Linked DNA regions of Hordeum vulgare: region 2 is linked to region 1. The links are chromatin contacts, called in public Hi-C maps. All regions are on one chromosome and are shown on one strand. Each heading gives the region's core, a stretch centred on a gene start, on an enhancer-like site or on the middle of the called end of the contact. The rest is flanking DNA. Distances are from core to core; before and after follow the strand shown.

Region 1 (6,863 bases), core at 1,455-3,954:
GCCTTAGGCTGGTTGTAATGGCGAGTATCATATACTAGCATCATGCATATAATCCTAATGTATAATAGTACATCCATAATGCATATACTATTATATATTGGTATCATAGGATAATTCATTTCTTGCCATGCATGATACATAGTAACATAACATTTAATATGATACTTAATTTTTTCTTTCTTCATTTAATTCTGTACCACCTCATTAAAATTGTTGAATTGTCATGCATAATTTTATTTATGATATTTCCATTACGACCAGCCTTAGCTTCTGAGTCTAGGGTGGCGGTCCTCCTCCAGGTCGCCGGTTGGTCAACCTCCTCTTACTCTCTCCTTTATGCTTAGTTGATTGGATGATACGTGTATGAGGTGATTTAGGCTGGTTGTAATGGATAGTATCATATAATAGTATCATGCATATGATACTAGTGTATGATACCACATCCGTAATGCATAGTATCATATGGTAGTTCATTTATTGTCATGCAAGACACATAGTAGCACATCATTTAATATGATACGGCATCATGATATGATACTCAAGCCTCTCTTTCTTCATTTAATTCTATGCCACCTCATGAAAATTGTCTAGTTAGCATGCATGATACTACCTATGATACTCCCATTATAGACAGCCTTAGAAAATATACGCAAAGGTGTCACGCGTCAAGAGAAACAATTGTAGCCTACGTTTGGAATGTGGATGTTCCGTATCCAAAATCATTGTGCGTCAGTAAGCATATGAGGTGATACATATTATTTTTCTCAAGACAACCATGATGAGATGATTTTTTTTAATACACATAAACATGCGTATCGTATTATTAAAGAAGAAGCGGTAAAGAAGCCGGATGCAAGGCCTTTTCGGCCAGTACAATGCTAATCACAAGCAGGCCCGGCCCACGGGGGGCAGAGGGGGCGGCCGCCCCGGGCCCCCGAGATAGAGGCCCCCCCTCATATGTGTGCTCTTTGTATTATTAGGCCCATGAAATTATTATTTCTGAGCTAATTTAGATTAGGGCATGGACATGTAGTTGCGTACAGGGAGCAAGTATCTCGGATAAGTAAATCAGCGATCACTAGATTCTTGGTGGGATTTCTGTAGGCGCGCACCATAACATTAGCTATCGACCTAGCCACCACATATCACAGACGAGTCCTCAAGTTCCGCAATCTTAGGGGCAATCCGCCGCCGCCACAACCTCTTCCCTCGAAGGCCTCCCCGCTGCTTCGTCCTACCACGGCCACTCGAGAGATTTCATGTTCATCCCCATGGACAGAAGTGACAGTATCATACGTCCCAACAGGCAGTTTTTGAACAACAGATCAGGTAATCATCTTCTTGATTCATCATCCGGGAGCTAGTGAATTAGAGTAGCTACGGAATTAATCTGGCTAAGTTTAGATTGATAAAAGACGAGGGGAAGGAATGACTCGATCCATGGACGGATGATGATAGCGAAGCTGAAATTAATTGAAAAATGCATGGTGGACTTAATCTAATTAGTTGGTCAATTTAATTTTAATGTTGCAAATTTTGAAGTTAATTCTAGATGTGCGCTACCAGGAGCAGTACAAGTAACTTTTTTTTTGACAGAATGAAATATACAATGCATGAAACTTCCTAGTCAAAATCTTAAGAAAAGTGAGATGTACTTAATATAATCATGTATATATGATTATATCATGAAACTAGGTCGACATTTTGGTTTTGCACCTCATTGATAAAAATTAAGAGTAATTATTGTTTAAAATGTCTAACTATGCATATATTGATAACAATTTAGATATATAAACCCGGGCCCTTGAAATTTTAGGACCGGCCACTGTCGCATCTACCCGAGTCACTTCCTCCCCTGTTGGGAGGTCACCTATGAAACCATCACTTTAATGACCCTTTCTCTAGCATCGGTGACCCCATAACACTAACAACTATGAACCTTCAACTCCCCGTCACTAGTAATTCCAAGGGTCTTCGTGGGCGTTGTAGGCTGAGCCAAAATAAATCGTCGTCGACGACGTTTAGCAAAAGTATAATTTTAATGTCATGATGTTTATGTTAAGAGGTCCTGAGACTTTGTTTTGTCCCGGGCCCCTAAAATCTCAGGACTGGCCCTGATTACAAGGATTAACTTTCACAACCATCACACACATCCATCCTGCCTACTATGATACTACTATAAGCTTTCTTAGTCTAACCCCATGTCAAAAACAATAAGACAAGCCACAAAGCAACCTAGCCACGTGAGAACCTCTATAACAATGGTGATTAATTGATTGAATTCGTGCGGTGCGAGGCCGGGCCAGAAGAATGCGCGTACGTGCGTAACGCGGCGGCGGTCCAGTTGGTGCGCGCGCCGGCCGGCCCGCCGCACGCCGCCTTGGGGCTTAAATAGTTTTTCCTCCACTTGCGTGCACGTGCATGTGCGGTTCTTGTGCTTGTGCATGCCTTGCCTCGCTGGCTAGATTGACCCAGCAAAGCCGTTCTTTTTTTTCGGGGTTTCTTTGCGGGTTGAATGGTTGACTACCAGACGACGTACACTACACGCGATGCACTGCGAAAAAGTAAGAAGAATCGCGGTGCGTGGTCGGCCCGGAAGCGAAAGATAGGTGCCTGCTACTCCACCGCACGCCTCAAATGTCTTGTAGGCCACATGTCTACTTGCAACCTTTCGGGCTCAGCCCGCGCGGTTTTTTGCCGTTGGGTCATAACTTACTGGTGGGCCTAATCTTACTCCCGGATTCACAGTGTGTATGGGTTGAAATGGGCCTGTGTATAGCCCAGTTCCCTCGAGTGCACTATCAGCCGACTACCTTTCTTTCGGAGATTTCTAGTTAGTGCTGTAGACGTCCGTTCTTATTAATATTTTTTAGGGGAGTTTTCATTGTTTCTGCAAATGGGCACCTACAGGGGCTTCGGTACACCTACTTAGAAATTTCCTAGGCTACGTAACTTGATTTCGTAAGTGTAGCATTTTCACATCTACAGGCGTGCTAGTTAGGATCAACCCATTTGATTTCCTCCTTTTTCTGTTAAAACCAAAAAAAAAAGAGTGCGCCTGTAAGGACTCAACTCGTCAAAGGTTGGCTGGAGTAACCACCCTGACACCCAGCGCGATGTGCTAACCTTTTAACGAATTTTATTTTATTCTTTCCTTTTTCATTCTTTTTATTCTTTTCCTGACCTGATAAATTGTGTCAAAATATGTGAACTTTAAAAAAAATTGATTATTTTTTTAAAAATCTGATGAACTTTTTTCCAAATCCATGAACTTTATTTGAATTCCGATGAACTTTTTTCAAATTAGATAAAAAATCAATTTCTATGAAATATTCTCAAAATATGTGAACTCTTTTCAAAGTGTTGAACTTTTTTCAAAAGCATTAAACATTTTTAAAATCACTGAATTTTATGCAATGAACTTTTTTTTGAATTCGATGAGCTTTTTTCAAAATTCTAAACCTTTTTTCAAAACCCGTGAACTTTTTTGAATTCACAAGCTTTTTCCTTTTCCAGTTTTTTTCACATTTTTTGAATAATCAACCACACTCTACATGGGCCAGCCCACGAGAAGGGGCGTTACAAGCGTCGGTTCCCCAAGTGGCACCGAAGGTGCCCCATAGGAGCTTCCATTTCTTTCTTGGACGTGAATATATCAGTAACGTTTGCTGGGTCAGATAACAATAGCGAATGATTTGCGTGTCAAATTCAGTGATAAGGAGTGAGGGTATTTCTAAAGCAGATCCTCAAATCGCTAGCAAATTTCCACACCATTCTATCTCGACGCAATTTTGCGTTCAATACTGTTCTGCAACAATCCGCGAATCAATCTGTTTGTCGTTTTTTCCGCTTTTCCGCAAACCAGAGTAAACAAGGGGGTTTGTAGGAGTTGTGACCACATCCACATAGAACCTTGACTCCATCGAACACACCCAGAATAATACCCGGACCTCGTGTCTCCATCCCTTCCCTTTTCCCCGCATATGCTTTCCCCCTCACAGACTCAGATGTTGTACCACCCTCGTCGCCCTCCAAGCCCTTCCTAGACCTTCGTGACTTCCGTCGCACCACCCATTCCCTCACACCATTTTGCCTACACCATCATTCCACACCTCTCGTTCGTTCGCCGTGCAGGTATCATCCGCCCATGCTGCCGTGGGGTCACCAAACCCGGCAACTGTTTGGTGAAATTTCCATAGTATTTTTTAATTCCTTCTTTGAAGCAACGGATTCGAACATGAGTACGTGTACCAATTACTCGTCCAATGAGAAGGATTATGCCAATGAAACAACGAAGATGTAAGTAGTCCTTGTAGACACGAAGTGTGTGGAAGAGCATCTTTTTAATTTCAAGGGATCGATCAATGGTCATTGAGTGTCGAATTGGAACATGGCACGAGGGCATTTCACGCTGATGAACGACTACTTTTCCCCTGATGCCCTATTCATGTTAAATTTTCTTCGGCATTTTTCGGATGCAAAAATGACTTTGAACCCCTGTACAATGGCATCCGGTCCTACGAAGACTTTTAGTTTCAAGAATGATGTCATGGGAAGAACTAGATGCTCTTATTACCAAAATTGCACGAGTGCACTACAGGATGCTTGCATATGGCACAACTGCATTTTCGTGGGACGAGTACCTCCGAATGTGTGAGAGAACATGCAGAGATACCAGTCGCACCCGCACTCCTCCTCAAATCTGCATGTCACCGCCTACTGTCGCGGAGACCATTTAGCTCGATGCTTTTCGTCATAGGAGGCTACCGCCAAACCCCACCGCATTTTGCTACTACCGCCTGCCGCTGCCTCTTTGCAAAGACTTTCTCGATGACGCTCGCCGTCGACCCAGCTCCGCCCGATTGGGGATTTGATGGTATTGGGGTTTTTCTCGTGGAGAACTAGGTAAATAATTTACTGAAATATTCGCTTATCCCTTATCCGAGTCCGTTTGTCCCTAATAATCACCCGACTGAAATCGTCGTGAATTCATTTTCCTTCTAGTTGATTTGAGGGTTTTCATTCATATAATGCACACTGCAAGGACACATCACGCCTATGCGGTCCCGGGAAGACAGCAAAGAAGTTCCATCTTAGCATTCCGGATGACTTCACAAAGCGGAAGGTATCTTCAATGGCATGGCCTACTTTTGTGAACCTAAACTATTATTGCTACATTTGGATAAAAAATGTCACATGCAGCATCGACGTCGAAGGGAATTTTCCTCCTTTTATATTAGTAAAAATAATCGTGTATTCTTCTTTCGAAAACTCTCATATTTGCATGACATCATGGTTACATTGTCTATTTAGTTATATATTTTTGTCCTTTGATTTCAAATGATGTACCATTTTTTCAATTACTCTCGAAAAATTGTGCAACCTTGTTCTTTAACAATATTATCAGTTTTGGTAGTACATCCCTTGCTTTGCAACAAAATGTGTAGTATAAAATCTTGGCCTTCACATAAGTGAAGACTCCAGGTGCACCGTAGAACTTTCTTGTCCCCACGAGCGACGGGCGACTCTAGGGTTAGACTTTTGATATCGTGGTCACGATCCTATCGTGCATCCATCCCATCTAGATTCCAACGCAAAATCTCGTCTCCTCCACACCAAGTCCATCTCTCGAACACCCAGTTTCAGTATTTGGCTGCATTTCGGGGTGACCTTGGGGCAAAAATTGGTTTTTCTGCTGACCCTTGGTTGTGCGTTAGACATTGAATAGGGCCGAGCAACAGGTGGCAGCATTAAATTACCTCAAAAAGTTATGTCAGCATTATGTCAGCATTAAATTACCTCTAAATTAACTTAATTCTTCATATATTGATGGAAAATTACCCTACAACGCCAAAAAATTATGGTGAAGGAGGATAGAAGAAAGAGATTCTTGCTTTCAAAATCTGGACAAAGCTCTTAGTCAAGTGGTAGAAGTTCTTGTCATGAGGACAGGCAAGGGGAGTCAAAGCCAACCCCAAAAACCAAATCAGGAGAAGAAATAACTGAACCATGGGAGGTACAAGGTGAGGTTGTGTCTCCCACAATGGTACAGAACCAAACTCTTAAGCAGAAGGCAATACTAACTGTTGGTAACATGAGCAAGGAGCTCTCCCCACTATAGAATATTGTTGCTAAAATTGTTGGCCACAAAAGAAAGGAGACAAAGATTTACAAACCCAAAGGGCTCATCCAAAATTCCGAGGAGAAATTAATGCTTGAGACTTCAAACCTGACGTGGACAATAGGCAAACTTGATATTAATGCTGACGACAACAATTTAGTACTAGCTCCAAGTGGAGATTAAAGTTTGAATGACTTCTACAAGAATCAAAAGATGGAAACCATTACCCTCACATCAAGATCAGCGGATCAGACGGTCACTATAGTAAAGAAGTCCCGCCATACACAATGAGTCTCCTATGTTGGAACTGTCGCGGTCTATGGACGGACATGATAGTTGGCGAGCTGAAATGGCTCGTAAGAAAATTTTGTCCCTCCCACTTTTCCTGTCCAAGACAAAGATGAGGGATTCAAGAGCTAGAAATTTTATGTGGTCATTGGGATTCACCGGTCCTTTTGCTGTGAGTAGTGACACACTTAGTGATGGGCTAGCCCTTTTTTGTCTTCATCTATACCAGTCTCACTAAAAGCCTTTGATAACCCACAAGTATAGGGGATCGCAACAGTCTTCGCGGGTAGTATTACACCTAGATTTCTTGATTTGACACAAGGGGAGGTGATACGTCTCCAACGTATCTACTTTTTCGAACACTTTTTCCCTTGTTTTGGACTCTAATTTGCATGATTTAAATGGAACTAACCCGGACTGGCGCTGTTTTCAGCAGAATTGCCTTGGTGTTATT
Region 2 (6,863 bases), core at 3,132-5,631, 300 kb before region 1:
CTGCAAGCGCCGCGCGGGCCTCCTCAAGAAGGCTAGGGAGCTCTCGGTCCTCTGCGACGCCGACATCGGCATCATCATCTTCTCCGCGCACGGCAAGCTCTACGACCTCGCCACCACCGGGTACTTCCTCTCAGTTCTCTTGATTGAGTGATTTGCTCTCCTTCAACCTCGAGCTCATTCATCTCTTCTTGTCTTGATCTTGAGCAGAACCATGGATGGGCTGATCGAGAGGTACAAGAGTGCCAGTGGAGAAGGCATGACCGCCGATGGCTGCGGCGATCAGAGAGTGGTAATTAAGTTTCTTCCCATGTTCTCTCCTGTTCATGTACGTCGCACATGAGACTTTTAAGTGAGCATGTTAGTGGCTGCGTGGCACAATTTGGTGAAATTCTAAAACTTGACCATGTTTGTCACTAGGACCCAAAGCAGGAGGCAATGGTGCTGAAGCAAGAAATAGACCTGCTGCAGAAGGGACTGAGGTACTCCATCCTGCTTACCCATTTCACTTTGCTACTACAAGTCACATTACTTATCACATTAGCTCACAAAAGGGGAAGAAGTGATATATTATGTTTCCAGCATGTCTAGTTTTATTTTATATAAGCGCCAACATAGTTTTTATCATTCAAAGCTACCCTGAATTCTCTGTTTACTTGCACAGAATCATCTCAAAGCAACACGAATTTGTCTGTAAGTAACACAAAATTAGAAACCGACTTTTGCAAAATGATGCATCTTTCCAGCATGTCTAGTTTTATTTCATAAGCGCCAACATAGTTTATCATTTAAAGCCACCCTAATAACCCTGAAATCTCTGTTTACTTGCACAGAACCATCTCAAAGCAACACAAACTTGACTTACAGTAGCACAGACTTAGAAACCTACTTTTGCTCTTACATTTAGTTGAGCTCCATCTCTGCCAACCAAACAGAACTGTTGATTGTTAAAAAAAAACTATGATAGGTACCTCGATGAACTCTCAGACTTAACCCTGACAAAATAAAAACCATGGCAGGTACATTTACGGGAACAGGGCAAATGAACACATGAATGTTGACGAGCTGAATGCCCTGGAGAGGTACTTGGAGATATGGATGTTCAACATCCGCTCCGCAAAGGTAATTCACGGGAAGCCTATAAATTATTGAAAGAGAAACTGTTCTGTTCTGGACACTAAAACTTTCTTGCCTAACAGATGCAGATAATGATTCAAGAGATCCAGGCACTAAAGAGCAAGGCAAGTCAATTAATAACACTTCAAATCTATAAATACCCAACTATCATTGACAACTTACTGAAAGTAGAGTTGGATTCTTTATATGCAGGAAGGCATGTTGAAAGCTGCCAACGAAATTCTCCAGGAAAAGGTACCGATTGTACGTATATTGTCACATGGAACTTCAAACTAGATTTTGTGTTGTGGACCGCCGTGCAAGCAATTGTTGCTGATACAAAAATTGTGTTCCTGGTTGCAGATAGTAGAACAGCATGGACTGATCGACGTAGGCATGACTATAGCAGATCAGCAGAATGGGCATTTTAGTACAGTCCCACTGATAGAGGAGATCACTAACCCACTGACTATACTGAGTGGCTATTCTACTTGTAGGGGCTCAGAGATGGGCTATTCCTTCTGATGGTAATAACGCCCTGAGGGACTATTATTAGTGTGTAATATGGTGGTTATTTATACTTAACAAAGCTTGCTTTATGTATGGGTTTGCTCTGGTACTACTCTGTAATATTTATATCGGCCATATTCCCTCAGGAGTGCCCTTAAGGCCTTAAGTATTGTATTGCACTGTGCTTTTACATTACCTAAAGAACTCTTGAGGAGCTCTGATGTTGCTATTTCACATAATCAAGACCTTTGTTTGTGTGTTGCTTTGAATACCGAGATGTTGCAAGCTTATTACCCCTTGAGTAACTTGTTTTTACATGACACATTGTTTATTTGATGCATGATATCAGTTTGTTTCGTTAAGTTTAAGTGACATGCAAACAGAAACTGTTAGCATTAGGCATGAGAAACCATTGCTGGAAAATCACTAGTATCAGATAATTTGATGAGGCATATGCAGAACCAAGTACCAAGGATAGATCCAGTGGCAGCTGAGTTAGAAAGCACCACCTAATTAAACTTCGGATAAGTGAGTGTGCCTACTTACAGAAGTGTTGATACCTATGAAATGCTGATACAAGATAGTTTCACAGGCAACTAAATGCAGTGATACTTACAACATGACACAGCATCGAAATAATGACCCAAAGAAATACGCAGTTATCAAGTCAGGAAAGCTGGTTCCAGAATTCTCCTATGCAATTGGAACCATACTCACTTGCATTAGGCCTCAAGGCTCATATTCATAACTGGAAACCTGAGTTGGAAATGATTCAAAGAAGTAGGCATCCCCTATATTATTTTTAAGGTCATTGAATACTTACAACCTGCAGAATAGTCATTACTGATAGACTGAAAAGTACTGGCATTTAGTTTTCCGTAGGTGCAAAGATGAACATCATAGAGAACTGGGAGCAAACCCATAGTAGAGAAAATAAAATACATTGTCCAATTGATTGCCAATATGCACCTTATTGGAAAAAGACTAGGAAGTAGAAACTACAAATCCCAAACTGGAGACATCATTCTCTTGTCAAACCAGTAAAGCTGAAACAGGTGCAACCTTATGCAGAAGTCTTCTTCAGTTCTTCTGGCCTGCTCAGAGAAGAACATTTGCAGCAAGGTTAGAATAAACCATGAAATATTTGGTAGCAGAAGTAAACAAAATACTTTCATGCAGGCAATTCCATCAACAATGGTGCATTAGCAAGTACTATCATTGAATTAACAATCATATTTCATCCTATACCTTAATACTCCTAATTCACATAAATAACTTTATGATAAATCTCCAAGACCTTTACATCAACACTACTGGAGATACTGTCATATAATGTTCTAGGAGAGCTAAACAGAAACATACAAAACTAAATGAAACATTGTCATACTATCACCCAATTACAATCACACTGCCAGAGTCACTATCCCATAATGTTCTAAGAAAGCTAAATGGAACATTGTCGTACTGTCACTCAATTACAATCACAATGCCTGAGTCATCATCATATAATGCTCTAAGAAAGCTAAACAGAGATACGCAAAACCCAATGAGATATTGGCATGCAGCTGTACGCAGACACTTGACCGCCGTGACAATCCATATTACATGAGTCACTATTATGTAATATAATTGTTTCATGAGAGCTAAACAGAAACATGTCCATCCAAACGAAACATGCTATGACGACTTGCATGTTAATGAGTATCATCATGGATACAGCCACATCCTATCCTTCTACCATTCCTAGTTCACTCAAGACAACATTTTACCAACACAACATAATTGCCAGTTCACTCAAACGGCTAATCGCAGCCCAGAATCTAAATTCACTCAACTGGCGTATAATCAACACCTCTGAGTCAAAACTTTTGCATAGGAACCAATGGAACCACTATTATGATGTTCTCTTACACAAAGTGGCATGGCATACATGTACTAACATGCTGCCCTTTGGAATTGAATCACAAAATGAGGATAAACAGGAGTAGCATGTGACACGAAGCCAGAAGAAAGCAACACACCTGCGACCTTGTCCTCCCACCAGTAGATGAACCTGAGGTTGGCCCCCTGCTTGTCCATCTTGTAGAGCTCGTACCAGTGCTCGGCCACCTCCGATCCGAGCACGGCGCCAGTGAGCGCTCCGAACCCGGTCGCCAGCACGACACCTGCAGGCAAGGCAGTCAGTCACGGATCAAATCCCCACCGCATCGCCATCAGACACAGCAGCAACGACAACGCGTGCAAACCCAGAATCAAGACCGATCGAGAGACTTTCCGTACCGTGCGGGCTCTTGGAGTACTTGAAGGCAACGCCGCCGAGGTGCGCGGCGCCGGCCAGGGCCCCGCCGAGCGCGAACTTCCTGGACTCCCTCAGTGCCTTGAGCTGGAAACGAATCTCTGTAATTTAGAGGGGGGAAGCAGAGAGGGATCGGGATCGGGCTGCGGGAGAGGGCAGGGCAGGGCAGGGAGATACCTGGGGGCCGTAGACGGGGTCGGAGGCGATGAACTCTTCGACGTCGGCGTCGGACCACTTGGGGAGGGGCTGATCGCGGCCGTAGACCTTCTTGAAGTAGTCGAGGAAGGCGAAGTTGCGCGCCCAGTGCTGCTTCACGCCCTCAAAGTGCTCGCCGATCCCCATCGCCGCCGCCGCCGCCGCTGCTTCGCTACGATTCGATCGATTCCACGGTGAGCCTTTCTCGTTTCTCTCCTTGGGGAAAAGGTTAGAGAAGGAAGCCTAATAGATGGGCTGGCTAAGACCCAGATGGGCCAGAATGGCCTACATGGGTTGGCTACATAAGCTTAGTAAATGGGCTGGATACAACCCATATGGGCCAGAATGGCCTACATGAAATTACGGGGATGACTTGTTTTTTTTTACCTAACCTTACAAATTGTCGTGCACCACTCAAAAGAACATACTGTCTTTAAAGAAAAACTTAAAAGAATATACAAATCGTAGATATCGCTAGGAATCATCGACTGATTTCCAAGCGAATCAGTCGAGTCGTCGGCCATCTGATACATTCTTTGAGCCCTTAGATATGTCAACACATGCTTGCCCTTCTCTCTCACATCCCCTCCCCTGCTTCGATCTTGCATCACCGCTCTACTGACGACCATTGCAGCACCAGAGAGCCGTCATGACAAGAGCTTCATTGCAATACCAAAACACTATGTCTAACTGCTCGCGAGCGTTGCGATGCAACATCCAGAGCTGCAATGGAACCGCTCGCAAGCACTCGAATGCAACACCAAAGCTTCCCCAGGGAGTTGGCGGCGATGCTGCATCGAGTCGCTGGCGAAGCTCCACTACAGCTCCTTCGAAGCGCTAGTGCAGTCGCGATAGAGCTCCAACGACCCCGACGACTCTCCATTGCAACCCCGAGCGCGCTCCATTGTAGTGTTGGCAATGACGGTGGATACTGCGATGCATCACATGGTAGCCATAGCGGAAGCTGCGATGCAACACCTGTGACGACAACGCAAGCTACTTTGTTGGAGCTATAGTGGAGCAGCAGTGCAACGACGTGAGGCGGGCGATGGTTTGTGACAAATGTGTAGAGCGTGGCGTGTAGGGGTAGGTGTTGCAATAACACGAGCGGTGGCAGGGTGACAGGCGATGGCGTTGGCATGGTTTTGATGTGTTGTGGGAACAATAAAAAGGAGGAGAAAAACGAGTAGCCCAACTCTTTCTGCAATAAATAGATAAGGAAAGGAAAGAATAAAGGGGGAAGAAGATCAGCGACTCGATCATGGGGCTGGCGGACACGTAGCGCGTGAGAGGCGACTTATGAAGCGCATTGATCAGCGGTTGATTCAAATGTTTTAGTTTTCTTTTGCAAAGAATGCCTCTTGACTCGTTTATTGCAATATCGATATAGTTACATTGTTTATTACAAGTGTAGGATCTGAAGTATGTCTAGAGGGGGTGATTAGACTACTTGACTAAAAATAAAAACTTAGCCTTTTTCCAATTTTAGTTGTGGGTCAGTTTTAGAAACTATGACTAGTCAATTTCACCCTCCACATGCATATCTAAGAGTATAGCAGCGGAAAGTAAAGACATGCAAATGTAATGTAGAGGATAGGGAAGGAAGATCAAATGCAAAGGTTGACACGACGATTTTTGGCGTGGTTCCGATAGGTGGCACTATCGTGCGTCCACATTAGTGGAGACTTCAACCCATGGAGGATAACAACTGCGAGAGTCCACGGAGGGCTCCATCCACAAGGGGTCCAGGAAGAAGCGACCTTGTCTATTCCACCATGGCTTACGTCCACACACGACTAGCCTCGCTCATGGTAGATCTTCACGAAGTAGGAAATATCTTTGGCCGTACAAACTTCTTGGTTCAACTCCACAACATAAAGTAAGAGGCTCCCAAGCGACACCTAACCAATCTAGGAGGCACCACCCTCCAAAAGGTAATATATGTGGTAGAACGATGAACTCCTTGCTCCTGTGTTTCAAAAGACAGTCTCCTCAACACCCAATCACTCTCCCACAGATTTGGCATGGGTGGGAGAGATTGATTTTGTGGAAATCAACTTGGGGAGGCTAGAGATCAAGTTTCAAATGGATGGATTGGAACCTCTTTGATCTCAACACATGAGTAGGTGGCTCTCTCTCGGAAAAATGGATATCGCAAGTGTGTGTGTGTGTGTGTGTTGTGAGTACTTACTCTATGAGTGAGAGGAGGTGGAGGGGTATATATAGGCATCCTCTGAAATCCAACCGTTGTAATATTATTTCTTAACTTGGCTACACCGAAATAATCTCGGTGGTACCGAGTTGCACTAAATGTGGCAACTTTTGAATTCTCGGTAGACCGATATATGAATCTCGGTGGTACCGATACGATGACCTAGGGCAGTTTCCAAATATCGGTGGTACCAATTTCAATCTCAGAAATTTCGATTCTTGAAATGGAGGCACCAGAAAGTTGGTGACTGTCTTTCGGTGGCACTGATGTGAAACTTGGTGGTAACAAGAGATCAGGGTTTGGCAAAGGATCTGTCGATGGGAAAATCAGTAGGGCCGAGTGGGAAAACTTGGTGGCACCAATCTTTCTGTTTTGGCTTGGGACAGAGATTTTTGTGGGAGAATGACTGAATATTTTTGGTGGCTATCTCTAAGCACTTGAGCAACCAATTCATCATAATACCTCACCCCATTTAATATTATTGGCTTTCCTATGGACTCAAAAGTGATTTATCACAAATGTAAAATGTAGAGTCCT

Evidence for each region. A called contact is a pair of places that touch in the nucleus more often than the background predicts.
Region 2: a contact with region 1 is called in a Hi-C map of leaf, with 4 times the contacts expected there. The contact joins the promoter of LOC123411149 here to the enhancer-like site in region 1. A contact is called at or near these places in 3 of 6 Hi-C or Micro-C datasets (leaf and seedling).

The regions. Positions count from the first base shown.
Region 1 is chr7H:430,991,757-430,998,619 of MorexV3_pseudomolecules_assembly, reverse strand. No RefSeq gene overlaps it. Among protein-coding and RNA genes, the nearest start is that of LOC123410158, 77 kb to the left of the region's middle. Within about 2 kb of position 2,704, at least 3 of the 3 cell types and tissues checked have open chromatin away from gene starts, as enhancers often do. A contact at or near this core is called in leaf and seedling, where this site is marked.
Region 2 is chr7H:431,296,827-431,303,689 of MorexV3_pseudomolecules_assembly, reverse strand. LOC123411149 (succinate dehydrogenase subunit 6, mitochondrial) reads right to left here and starts at 4,381. Exons shown (of 4, transcript XM_045104085.1): 1 at 4,097-4,381; 2 at 3,904-4,006; 3 at 3,645-3,788; 4 at 2,392-2,717. The coding sequence starts at 4,261. The coding sequence ends at 2,704. LOC123409312 (MADS-box transcription factor 26) reads left to right here. Exons shown (of 7, transcript XM_045102250.1): 1 at 1-120; 2 at 208-289; 3 at 418-479; 4 at 1,017-1,119; 5 at 1,197-1,238; 6 at 1,327-1,368; 7 at 1,477-1,892. The coding sequence ends at 1,638.